Regions from separate parts of the Mus musculus genome. Here region 1 is linked to region 2. A link is a contact called in public Hi-C data. All regions are on one chromosome and are shown on one strand. The core of a region is the stretch at or near the end of the contact, and the rest is flanking DNA. Distances in the headings are between cores, read along the strand shown.

Region 1 (6,630 bases), core at 2,218-4,717, 120 kb after region 2:
GAGCCAACCTGGGCTTAGCGAGGGGGAGGAACCAACCTGGGTTTAGTGAGGGGGAGGAGCCAACCTGGGCTTAGAGAGGGGGAGGAACCAACCTGGGTTTAGTGAAGGGGAGGAGCCAACCTGGGCTTAGAGAGGGGGAGGAACCAACCTGGGTTTAGTGAGGGGGAGGAGCCAACCTGGGCTTAGAGAGGGGGGAGGAGCCAACCTGGGCTTAGTGAGGGGGAGGAGCCAACCTGGGCTTAGTGAGTGGGAGGAGCCAATTTGGGCTTGAGAAGAGGGCAAAAGGGTTGCTCAGATAACCAGGGCAAGGATGGGAAGTTCCTGGGAAAGGTGAAGGTAAGCTCAGGCCTTTCATTGGAGCATTCCTTGATGATGGTTGCACCCACACATGACACAGAAAGATAGAGGGAAAAGAAGAACGCGTTTCTCCTTCCTACAGACTGTGTGTCTGCAGGGTGGTATCGCTCTAGAAGCACATGAAGCTGGTGTTCAGCTCTGGCATATGTGAGTCGAGTGTTCTGCTGGTGACCAACTCAGTCATTAATAGGATCCCAAGAAGAGATGAGTTTGATAACATGACTTGGGCTGTTGATCACCTTGGCGTGGACCCCTGGTGGATGTCCCCATCCTGTGACTATCTAGAAAGAAGCATATAGGGAGTCATAGACACCACATGACATGGAAGAAAGCTAAGAATGTCTTCGTTTGCATCAGGCAGATAAGGAAATAAAAAATGGATCTTACATGTAAGGCATCAGGGTGGGGCACACTTGTCCCAGCATGGGCAAAAGAACATGGCTTCTCCTTCCTCCTCAGCAGGGTGTGGTTCTTGAGTGGGTCTTCAGCCCACCTTGCTCAGGAACACACACCCCCCCCCAGCCCTCAAGACTCTTAAGTCCTTTCTATGTGTTTCTTTCTTTAAACATCGGCTGGCATCTTTGAAGTATGAGCCTGTACATTCTGTGTATGCCAGTAGAGAATGAAAGCCTGGGAAAAACAAAATGAGAGGGTAGCAAACTGATAGCCTTCCCTTCCTGGCCTTCTATTCCCTGCCTGAGAAGGCAGTACAACGTCCATCCCAAGAATGAGTTTAGAGCGGACGTTATCGGAAATGTTTGCTCCCACAACCCACTAGTTCTGCCACCATTTTCTATTTCCTTTGGTTCAGGGATCTCAGATCCCAGTGAGTGACATCTTTTGTGTAATGGTCATACATAGTCCTCCCTGGCCTCTTCTCATGTCCCAGGCTGCTGCCTGGGGTGTTGCACAGAAGTCATCCCCAGACAGCTTCACGTGTTGCTGCAAGAGTCACACTGTGGGCTTAGGAATCAGTAAGTCCCAGGAACATACTGCTCAGTTCCTGCCTGGGCTGGACCTCTGCTGTCCCTACAGATGTGTATAGGAGGGGATGCCAGGTGAGACCAGGAACACATGGAAAATTCAAAGTATTGAGAGACAATCCTAACCCATTATCCTGTGTTAGCCAAGTTTTCATTGTGGGTAAAAGACAGGGTAATGCAGATTCCATACTTCATGTTGTCAGAGCTAAAGTAAAGAGAAGAGAAAACACCATCTCGGTTGAGGGCTATTGTTCATATGAAAAAAAATGTTTTCATCATTCCTCGGGCTTGTTTTTAATCCAAAAATGGCCCTTCTTAAATATTCTACCAAAATAAACCCACCTGCAATTATCTGCATGAAGTCATGTGCATCTGCATGTTAAGACTGTGGTGTATGTGTGTGTGTGTGTGTGTGTGTGTGTGAATGAGTATGTGAATGTAAGTACATATATCTGTGAGTGTATATTAGTGTATATATGTTTTGTGTGTAAATGAGAAGGTGTGTGGGAGTTTATGTGTGTGTTAGTGTGTGTATATGTACATGAATATGTGGGGGAAGCATGTATACATAAGTGTATGTGTGGCTATATGACTATGTGTAGATATGAGTGTACATGCTTATGTGTATGCATGTGTGCATGAATGCATTAAGTGTGTATGCATAAATGGTGTATTCAAGTGGGGGTCGTGTAAATGTATATGGGTGTGAGTGCAAATGCTGTGTGTGCATGTGTGTATGTGAATGTGTGAGATTGCATGTATACATGTGAGTGTGTATATGCATGTGTGTGCATGTATGTGAATGCATATATGTGTGTATACATGCATGTGAATGGGCATATGCATGTGTGTGTGCATTGTGCATGCATATGTGTGAATGTGTATGTATGCATGTGAGTGTGTACATGCATGTGTATGTATGTATACATGTGTGTATACATGTGTGGGTGTATTGTGCATGTATGTGTGTGTATGCTTGTAAGTATGTACAATGCATCTCATCCTTTGATTTTCTGACTCTCAGTCATGCCCCAGCGTCCCCATGGCCTTCTGAAGCCCTCCCTTGGCATCCTACACAGGGTGTGGAGCACTAAAAACCTCAGCCAACTTATTCCAGAATCTGCTAAACTCTGGAACAGGGTGGCTGCCAAGGAGCAGACCTCAGGTGCAGTGATGCATTGCAAGTACAGACTGTCCTCTTCCTGGGAGGAGACCTGGCCCGAGGCCGCCATGACAGATCTCCAAGCATCTTGGCAGAGCCTGACAAAGCCAGATGTCTTATGTCTCTTACCTTCTTATTCATGTAAGAACACATACCCCGAGCACAGTGTGGCCAGGTCTTACATCAGTGGAGTGGCCAAAGAGAAGGAAAATTGTATTTCAGGAGTTTCACAGTTTTTCCCTCTACAATCTCTCCAAAGTTCCCTTCTAATATGGAGAAGGGACGACGAGTAACTTTCAAGTAGTAACAGGTAATCGGTATTCAAATTTTCTAAGCATATAGATGTATTAATATATGAAAACCAAGTAGTAAAATTAAAAATTAATGATAAATTTATTACAACAACTACTACTACCACTCTTGTAGCACAGTTAAAGGAACTGAGTCATACAGCAGGTGCCAGAACTGAGACTCCCAACATGCCCTTTTCTTCCAGAGAGAGTGGCTGTGAACACCCTCAGAGGAGTATGATTTAAGCATGAACAGGGAGGCCATTGTATGAAGTGGATAAGCCTTAGTGGCCAGGGTTGGGTAACAATGGTTGGCGAAAATTAATTGCATATTTTAAAATAGCTATAGAGATGATGCTATTAATACAAGGGAAGATAGATATTTAAGTGAATGTATATCAATTATTTTGTTGTAATCTTACCTTATACATTCTACACATGCATTAAATACCACACTATATCCCATACATATGTATAACTGTCATGTGCCAATTGATTTTTATTTATGTGAAATTTAACAGGTAAACTCACTTTAATCTTTTAAAAAAAACCAAAAAACATGAGGAGGCTAGGATGCAGCTTGACAGTAAGATGTCTGTACAAGCCCTGAGTTTAGTCTCTAGCACTCACTGCACATTGAAACACTTAATAGAAAAGAGGTTTGAGTCATAGCGCCAGTTCAATGTGGAAAACTGCCAGCTTCAAGCCATGTCAGAGACCATCAGAGCAGCAAGGATTAGCACCTCCTGTAGATGCTGAAGACTGCTACTGGCTCCCCAACCCAGAACACTGGGGCACTTGGCACTTGTTAAGGAGCTCCCCCCTAGAAGAAGCAGCATGAGTTTTTGTTTTTCAAGAGATGCAGGAAGACCTGAACTCCATGCTCCTCTTAAGAGCTCATCCAGGAGGCTCACCCATTCTTCCCTTAATGGAGAGTCATCCACTCCAAGAAAGCAAAGGTGTGTAGAGGCTTCTATCAGGGAAAAGCTTTCTTGCCTTCTCAGAAGTGGGCAGGAAAATGACTGCTAGAGAGTGTGAGAGCCTTCCCCCATGCTCGGGGCTATAAAGAGCCCTGGTGTGGGGCTATGAGCTTTTTGTTTGTTTGTTTGTTTGTTTGTGGAGTAGGAGGCTGGTGCAGGCAGGAGTTTACAGAGGTGCCTTCTCGGGAGGGGTTTGGAATCACTGCTTCCTGCAGACACAGGAATCTCGTTTTTTTGTAGCTGGCACAGGCTATGGCTGACATTGGCCTACTTTGTTCATTCCCTGAATGCCTAAGTTTATCTTAGTCTCTTGGATTCCCTATGAGTTTAATGTATTTCTAGGTACTTTACCGAGGTTGAGATCTCGGCGAGGAATCTTCTGTGAGGTGGGAAGAACTTTGGCATTTTCAAGGAAAGGAAAGTTCCTATTTACCCCAAATCTTCATACCTCTCCGTTAAGGGCCCTGTTTTGGCAAAGTCCTGCCCCACGTTCTATAAAAATCCCCTCTTCCCTCCTTAGAAAGATCCTCAAGTCTTCCTCATGCTGATGCTCTTAGGAAAGTGCTCCCAGGATCTGGTTTGTAGAATAAGGAAACAGACCCAGAAAGTTATATAAATTGTGTTGGGACTGGATTCAAATTCAATCCCGACAGCCTGGGCTTTGGTTTCTGTGCCCTGTCTCATCTTCTCACCTCCAGAGATGTTTCTTCGGGCTGTTCCTGGGTGCTACAAAAGGCAGCTGAGACCTAAGGTCTCAGGAGAGGTGAAAACTGTTAAGACTTGCCTGCTATGAAACCAGGAAGTTCCTAGGGAATAGTTAAATTTCCCTAGGGAATAGTTAAATCTTGATATTCATCAACAGAGAGGGAACCAAAGGATCACCCAGCCTAATACCCCCCTTGTGCCTTTGACTAATGAGGAAATTACAGATTAAGTGAAGTTCAAACACTTCCCCAGATCAGGGTGTTAGATAGTGGTGGACTGGGACACGCCCCACGCCTCTGCCACTGCTCGCTCCCAGAGGAGGGGGTGGGGGAAGCCTGGTGGCAGCATGTTTTAGAAATGTAAAAGGAGAGCCCTTGTAGTCCGCAGCCTTGGGGGATAAAGGTGTACCTCGGGCGGGAACAGCTTACGGAAATAGGATCCAGGCTAAAAATGTTGGGTAATTCTGGCTCTCTCACTTTCAAACACCCATATGCAGTTCTGGGACCCACAGACAAAGTCGCCCCCTTCTAAAATGTATTGAAAAGCTCTCCATCTTTGTTGCAAGTGTTTCCAATCTCTAAAAGGAGACACCCACTCCCTTACTTTCCCTTGGGGTGGCCAGCTTTGTCCAAGCCATGCTCCCCAAGGCAGTGACACACTTATTATTTTCTGTAGCTCCCTCGGCGGGGGTGGAGGTGGGGTGAGGAGTCAAGGGCAACTTAAAGGCTCCACTTGTCCGTAGATCTTTGGCGGGGACATCTGGAGCAGTTAGCCTTGGGGCAATGTAGCCCAGCGGATCACAGCTTGGAGTAAGGATGGGGCTCCAAAGATGCTAAGATCATGACTTGAGCAGAGCCAACCTCCATAAGTGGCTTTTTCTTTCTCTCAGTTGGATTATGCTTCTCAGAGTTTGAGACAGTGACCAATGTCTTATGGGAGCAGAGTCCTGAATTCCCAGAGACATTAGCATGTTGATGTGTTGTGGGGGAGGGGCTCGCCATTCCAGCCCACACGGCCCTGCATCCCACTCGGTAGAAATGAGGCCGCTAGGTGCTTTCTTGGCTGTAGAGATAAAATTGTGTGTGGCCTGGAGCATCCTGGTCTCTTTCTCACCCAGGTCAGGTAGTGTCCTCCAGTCCCAGCTGCTGAGCCGAGACTGAGGGTCCTTCCAGTCTTCCAGCTGAGGTTCCAACCCCTTGTGTTTCCCCGCAGGGCACACGGGCCCGACGCAGTGCTGATGGCAGAGGGTAACCCGCCCACAGAGCTGACGCAGTCGCAGATGCTGCACATCGCTCAGCAAATCGCAGCAGGTATGGTCTACCTGGCGTCCCAACACTTTGTGCACCGTGACCTGGCCACCCGGAACTGCCTGGTGGGAGAGAACCTGCTGGTGAAAATTGGGGACTTTGGGATGTCCCGAGATGTGTACAGCACCGACTACTATCGGGTGAGTAGCTGTTCCAGCTAGGAGATCGTCTTAAGTAGGGGAAAGCCCCTGTATTCATATGCTTGGGCTGGCGAAAGAAGATATCCCTGGTTAGTGGAAATTGACTCCTCACAGTACTGGAGACCTCCAAGATCATGGTGGTAGTAGGCATGATGTAAGGTTCACTTACACAAATGAAAGTGGCTGCCATCTTTCCATATTCTCCACAATCTTTATTTTTACATGCATGAGATTTAATGGAAGATCTCACTTCTAAATCTCCTCTTCAGACATCAGCCGACTGGATCAAAATCCACCCTATGGGTCCCATTTTCCCTAAGATACTTCTTGAAAGTACTGCTTGGAGCACAGTCATGTTCTAGTATGTGGATAGGTCCAGCATATAAGTATTAGGGCAACCTATTCTTTATGGTGGCTTTCCAGAGTATTGTATCACATTGCCAAGAGAAACCGCATCAGTGTTTACAGGGTGTTGGTCTAGGGCACAGGGATCATGGATTTAACCAAGAACTTCCGTTTGATGCTGGGAGATGCTAACTAGACACCTTGAGAGTGTATGAACATGTATGAACTTGTTTGTAGTCCAGAGGACCATGACAACAGCTCCTTCTTAGAACTACACTGGGTAATAGTAGCAGAATATTTACACACATGTGACAGTGAGAGAGAGGTTCTGGCAGTCTGTTCTGAAAGACTCTGATCACAA
Region 2 (6,945 bases), core at 130-2,629:
ACTACTTCCATTAGTTAAAAGGTATTTGGTACAGAGTATATACCAGGAAGCTTTGTGGGTTTTTTTTTTTTTTGTTTGTTTGTTTGTTTTTTGTTTTGTTTTGGTTTTTTACCAACTAAACTTTTATATTCTTTACAAAATACTTTTGATGTTTTACCCCAGCAAGAGGGCACACAATGTCCTGTCAGTTCATTCACTAAGCAACTAAGCAACTCATGTCAGAGACAGAGAGCAGCTTTTATGGTCCAGGATAGAGATCTCAAGGACAGCAGTACCTGGAGAGACATGACCAGTTATGGCGGCAGACTGCTCATATGTCACGTCCCCTTAGTCTCCATTACAGGCTCTTCAGACTTTCCTTCCGCATGTCCCACTTTGGCTACAGGCCAAAAAATAAGATTTAAACAACTGCATCTTGGATTTATTTGAGCCCATGACCACCTTCTGGGCACCCTGAAGGGGTTATTGTTACTGCATGAGTGGTGGTTAACTTGGGGTAAATTCACCTTACAATCAAAAGGGAGTCTACCCAGGACTTAAAGGATGCTGATGGTAGTTAAGGGGTATTGATTTTGCAAATATGTGCCAAACGGTCTTCCACAGGCTACCCAGGGCTCCTCACAGCTCTACAGAGCTTACCCAACAGTACAGTTTCCGTAGTTTAACGTGCTCACCCCTTCTGGCCCTGGCCATCGAGCAGAGATTATTCTTGACCACGGTGAATTGTCAGGTTAACCAGTCACTGAGAAGGCGTCTGCTCCCAGTCTCAGGAAGCCCTTGCAGATCTCGGCACATGAGTGTGGGGCCTGGTGGTAACACCAGCACCTGATTTTCACCTTTTACCTTATGAGGCAGGTTGGGTCAGGAGGTTTCGGTGCGAAGCATGAGAACCCAGACCGTGTTTGCAACTGGCCATGGCAGATTTGTACTTTTGACCGATGTCATCGAGTGCCTTTGCTCATGTCCCCTGATTTCCAGCCCTCCGCATCCCCCTGGGGTTGTTTCACTATCTAATGAGTGATTCTTTTAAAAAAAAAAGATTTATTTATTATTTGTAAGTACACTGTAGCTGTCTTCAGACACACCAGAAGAGGGCATCAGATCTCATTACAGATGGCTGTGAGCCACCATGTGGTTGCTGGGATTTGAACTCAGGACCTCCGGAAGAGCAGTTAGTGTGTTCTTAACCGCTGAGCCATCTTGCCAGCCTAATGAGGGATCCTAAGAGAGATTAGCACAGCAGGGCTGGGGCGTGGCAGGACGGGTTGGTAGAGGACATATCATATCCAGCTACCTCCATGCACAGAATCTAGACAGCAGAACAAAGTGTCACAAAGGCCTGACTTGGCTTTGGCCTCTGCAGCACAAAGACACAGAGCAGCCTCCACACATGGAGTCCTCTCTGCACCCCCTTCTGGCAGCCCAGGACTGGGAGAGACTGCCAAGGGCATATGCTAATTTTCCAGTCATTTGGTCAAGTCCATCTCACATGCCACAAGATCTCAGAGCCTGTGTTTACTGAATTAAAATCTCTGCCCAACCACAGACTAACGAGCAGTAAGCTTTCCCCCTTCCTTCTGATAGTTTTATTACGTTTCCAAGGAGGGACGGAGAAACAACTCCTATGTTTATTTTCCACCCTTTTATCTCTTTTTAATAATCCCCATCAAACTGTAATCAGTTCTGAAGCACTGTTAAACAAAAATGTAGGCTGTGCCGTTTGCTGTGGTGAATAGAATCTGTTCTCAGGTAAGTTTGCACAGCTTCAGCCAATGCTCCAGTGTCAGGGGGTAAACTCCCTTCTGCCTTCCCACGGAGACCAAAACGCAGCCTCCTAAGATGCTTCAGGCTTTTCAAGAAAGACTCCCTAAGTGAGTGTTTATTTTGTACTGATGTTGGGGTCCTTGATTTGGGGCAGTCCCATTGCCTCTCCATCATGTGTCCAAGGCCATGACTGAGTGTGTTAATTCCCCATCAGCCACGTGTGGCCCTCCCAGGTCTGAGTAGAGAAGGCGGCTGGACACGCCTTTCGAATTCTGTGTGTGGAAGAATCAATCACTCTACCAGGAGCAATCTAGAGGCCTGTTGGGGTTGCTCTATTGCTCCAGCCTTTCCTGGGCTTGGGTCTTCTAGTGTTCAGTCATCGCTAGAGATCGTTCTCCATGTCACCTCCTTGTCCCCTAGAACACACACTGAGTTCTTCCTTGGATTGTTACATCGAGGCCATTCAAGACCTAGGGTATTTTGCTGTGTCAAAATCAGGCAAGACACTGAGCTCAGCTCTGGGTGACACCAGAGTCCACCAAGCAGGTGTCACCCTTGTCCTCGGGGGTGACAGTCTGTGTGATGCTTATAATCTGCCGCTTTGGTTTCTATAATTTGGGAACTTGTTAGGGCCCAGGTGAGACTGTCTGTAGTCTGTGAGGCCCCACCCTCTCTCAGAGAGCATCCTTTGGTGGCTAAGTCCATCTTACTTATGTATAACCTGATGGGAGGTGCCTCTACCCGCTTAGCTTATTCCCTCCCCACACCTTTATCTTCCTTAGGAGCTATTTTGCTCTATTTAGCTCTCATTCTGTTTCTGAACAGCACTCATATCCTAAATAAGCTTCTTCATCTTTTCTTTAATTTTTTATGCTTTAAAACTTTTACATTGGTTGGACGGAATCATGGGTGGTGGTGGTCTGTGTATGAGGGGGAAAAAAGAGAGAAATTAAGTGTTGATGAGAGAACGGTAGTACACACATGCAAAGATGCACACACTTGCATACACACATGTACATACACGCGGCTCTGCATACTTTCAGTCTTCTTTGACTACGATGGATTTAATAACAGTGCATAGATCATTCCACCTAATTATCTTTACAGTCTTACTGCTTGTAAAACTCCCAGATGGTTAAAAATAAATAAATAAAAACCTTCCCATGATATATATATATATATATATATATATATATATATATATATATATTACTTTTTGTTTTTACTTTCTTATAAATAGCAAGAGATTTCGCTGAGAAGAAAATATTATAAATCCCACAAGGTTGGTGTTCTGTTCTGGGTTCCAAAATGTAGAGATTGAGTGGATTTCAAATTTGGCAAGGCCTCTAACTTGGCAGACACTCTTGTCCTTATTTATGGCAGCCTGGAAACTTCCACTTCCCGGGGCTTATAAATGATGCTGCCGATTTTGTCTTCCTCTCCTATCTTGATGTGAGTTATGAAATAACCAGCCTGAAGACTTCTTTTTGTCGTTAACCCTTGTGTCTTGGTATGAGACACATGTCATACAGAAAGTCCACTTTCCATTCGGTATCACCCGACAAAAGGAAAAACTGGAAATGTTGAGGGTTAAGACAGAGAAGATGGCAACTCTACAGCCTTCACGGTGGTCCCAAAGTCCTCCAAGGACACCACCTCCTACGCGCCGATTTGAAGACAGAAGACACAGGATCTCTTGGAGAGGTTTCCTAACAACATGAACAGGTGATGCACTCCCTCCACCCCCATTCTCTGGAGAAACAACTAAGAGATTGTCTTCCTCTTCTCCTCACTCCTTTTTCCTCTTCCTCCTCTTAATCCCTTCCTCAGTTCTGTGAGGCCAACTCATCCACTTGTTCTCTTTAGAGGAGTGTCGCTCTGGGTCTGTAGTGAGCAGGTTGAAGCACGGGACTCCGGAATGGGTGGAGTCTTTGTGATTGGGCGGAGCCTCCATGATTGGGCAGAGCTTCGGTGATGGGGTGGAGCTTCCATGATGTGCAGAGCACACAGATTTGCTGAGCACACACAATAGGCATTTCTTACTATTTACTGCCTTTTGCTTTTGTTTTGGCCTCACTCTGAACCCCAGGGTAGCTTTCAGCTCTCAGCTATCCACCTGCGTCCCCCTCAAGCATGCTGGGATTGCGGACATGAACCACCACATCTGGCCTGATAATCAACACTTTCGAAGAGCAAGTTGTGTCTCCTCTGAGGCTGACTCCAAGATACAGTTGAATCCGTTAGGATTTTCACCCGGAGAGGAGAGGTAGAATGGGAAGCCGAGGAGATCTGCAAGAGGCCCAGACTGCAAGCTGGGGAAAGCCCTGAGGGGGCATGACAGGTTAAGTCACTGGGTGGCCTTCACTGAGGCAGTATCTCCAGGACTGTTGGGGAGGTTTTGAGCCACAAATTAGTGACTGAGGAGTTAGTTCCTTGTTTTCCAGGATAAACCTTCCCTCTTCTCCCTGTCCCCCACAGTTACTGGCATTGAAGCAGCCTGAGGAAAGCACAGCCTCTGTAGATAGGTGGCAGAGCTCAGCTCCTCAGACCCCTGTCGGGTGTTCTGTTACTGGGACCTGTGAGAGATACCCTTGAGGCTCTTCTGCTGAAGGTGCTGACTTATCTAAGCCCTGCCTCACAGATGAGCTAGATACCTACAGCTCTCCATTCTCATGTAAAGCCTGTGTGCCCTCCCTCGGGACAGCACCTGCTTCTTCCGTGCAGGACCACTGGTCCCTGCGTGCCTGGGAACCCCTGCTTCCTTTGGTGATCCACCATCAAATTCAGTGCTTACAAGGGGGCTTCAACCAAAGTCATTCTGTACCACATGTCCACTTGGGAAATGCCGTCAATTGAGACCAGTTTTGAGCTGTAGCCTCCCATTTGTTTATAATACCCTGATATGACTAGCACACTGTTTCTGCTTTGCCTGCCTCCGTGCTGAAACCTCGAGTGCTTTTCTTTCAATTTTGTGTTTCAAACGAGTTTCCTATTGTAGCCGTCCCTGCTATTGATTCGTATTCTTTCAGGAGAGCGTCTATGGAGATATATATCATCAATACCTTGCCAGGTGGGTGAAAGAGACGGAGAGTGGGGCTATACATCTTCTTAAACGATAACCCTGCCCTGCTCTGCAGCAGACCTCCCTCCAGTGGATTGTTCTAAACAGAAATGATGCCTTATTCAGAGCCTATAAACTAGATTGAATGCTTTCTATGTGCTAGGATGTTGGCTGTAGACTCAAAGCGTTTCAGAGACTTGGAGGGGTCCGGGACACATGTAGGTGACTGGTGAAGACTGACTCAGTGCGTAGGACAGAGCTATCCCAGCCCCAGTCCTAATTTCTGTATTGGAATACAGGCTTGGGGGGAAAAATTCATTTTTTTTTAAGCTGAAGGGAGATCTGGTATTTGGTGTGAGATTTCCCAGTTTCTAAAGGTTGGCAAGGCCTATGACATTTTTTTCCTGTTTTCTCTCCAGCAGCCAAACAAAACAGTCTTTATGCCCAATCATGGTGGTTGTGATTTGGCTGGACAGTTAGCTTGTGTCCTTCAGGCTCAGTGCCTCCCCCACAGTATGAGTGGATAGACAGACATGTGTCAGCTTGGACATCTTGAAGCTGATGCTGAAGCCAGGAGTTCACAGCAATGCTGTATTAGAGCTAACCTGGGAAAGAAATAAGGAGTTGGACCAGAGAAACGGGGTGCGATGTAAGACAGTTTGTGGCGGTGACTCTGACCCAACCATCTGGGTCATATATATGCTGGGATATAAGCTACCTCTTGAGGCTTCCTCGGCTAAGGAGTGAGTCTTTATGTCTGGGTGCTTGCCTGACAGTAGCTGTGTGTTGCCATAGGACTGCTAAATAGCTCTGGGGTAGAGAAGACATACAGGCATGCCCTGGCCATGGCCACAGCAGTAGTGGGACTGAGGGATAAAACATAACCCCAACCCAGAAATTTATGACTTTCCAAAGCCCTAGGATAACAGGCCATGGTATCTGAATTTGTAACCAGTATTTGCCAATTTGCCAGTGTCTTCTTTAGTGTTCCTCCTCTTCCTTCTCTCCTCCTCCTCCTCCTCCTCTTCCTCCTCCTCTTCCTCCTCCCTTTTTTCATTTTCTCCTCTTTCTCCTTTCTCCCTTCTTCTTCTTCTTCTTCTTCTTCTTCTTCTTCTTCTTCTTCTTCTTCTTCTTCTTCTTCTTCTTCTTCTTCTTCTTCTTCTTCTTCTTCTTCTTCCACTTCTCTCCTCCTCCTCCTCCTCCTCCTCCTCCTCCTCCTCCTCCTCCTCTTGCTTCTTCAAGGATTTCATGTAGCCCAAACTAGCCTCCAGTATGCCGTGCACCTGGGGGTAACCTTGAACTTCTAGTCCTTCTGCATCTACCTCCCAGTGCTTGCTTATGCACCACTAGTGATGGGACCTAGGGCTTTGAGCAAGCACTCCACCAACTGAACAATCAGCTTTTTAATGAGATAAACATGCAGAGTCAGATCATTCTGGACCTGATTATTGGTATGTTGGCCTCAGACTCTCACCCTCTGCATTTAGGAGAGCATGAAGAGAGGGCACCCTGGATACTGAAGGGAGGCAGGGGGAGCCTTATGGGGCGACTAAAAGAGTCCATTGGGCCACTAGCTTTCCAGACAGCCCTGTATAGACTCTCAGGAAAGCTTGTGGTAACTCCCAGTTTTGGCTGCTTTTCTCTGAGTTTGGAATGTCAAGTCTGTGACTCAAACACTGTTTTCCTGTGCCGTGTACCCCAGTGCTGAACTTGTGAGGCGAGGTCACCTGGCAATGGAGACTAGTAATCTCCACACTGAGTTTCCCCAGCATGCTAGCAGCTTCTGAGCTTAAACCTCTTCAGGATGTAAATGAAAGTTCTACCTTGTAGCTGCCAACCAATTTCCCTGAGAGAAAGCCCACCTGAGGTTAGGAGAGAAGGCAGGAGATGCCCCATTGTCTGCCAACTGAACATCGGCTAACCCACTCTTCTGGGTTAGCCAGGATGGCTACTCTCCTTCTACTCTAGCCAAAGTTTCCTTTCTGGTATCCTTCAACGCTTTCCCACTTTCCCCACTCCCAAATCCCTCCGCTTTCATCATGATACCGGCATTTGGGAGTGAAACTCCTCTTCTGGCCCCCTTTCTTTCCGTGTGCCCCTTCACTGAGCCCACGGTGATT

The links. A called contact is a pair of places that touch in the nucleus more often than the background predicts.
Region 1: a Hi-C map of cerebellar granule neurons shows a contact between it and region 2, with 2.0 times the contacts expected there. The contact joins two enhancer-like sites. A contact is called at or near these places in 6 of 484 Hi-C or Micro-C datasets (cerebellar granule neurons, cerebellum, cerebral cortex and 3 more) and 2 of 115 datasets of contacts at active chromatin or transcription factors (embryonic stem cells and stem cell-derived neural progenitor cells).

The regions. Positions count from the first base shown.
Region 1 is chr13:59,054,539-59,061,168 of GRCm38.p6, forward strand. It overlaps Ntrk2 (neurotrophic tyrosine kinase, receptor, type 2), which reads left to right. Exons shown (of 18, transcript NM_001025074.2): 16 at 5,690-5,924. Among named protein-coding and RNA genes, the nearest start is that of Gm53063, 16 kb to the right of the region's middle. Within about 2 kb of position 3,468, at least 10 of the 459 cell types and tissues checked have an H3K27ac peak or open chromatin away from gene starts, as enhancers often do. A contact at or near this core is called in cerebellar granule neurons and cerebellum, where this site is marked.
Region 2 is chr13:58,937,257-58,944,201 of GRCm38.p6, forward strand. The region is part of intron 12 of Ntrk2 (neurotrophic tyrosine kinase, receptor, type 2); the gene reads left to right. Among named protein-coding and RNA genes, the nearest start is that of Gm53063, 130 kb to the right of the region's middle. Within about 2 kb of position 1,380, at least 12 of the 459 cell types and tissues checked have an H3K27ac peak or open chromatin away from gene starts, as enhancers often do. A contact at or near this core is called in cerebellar granule neurons and cerebellum, where this site is marked.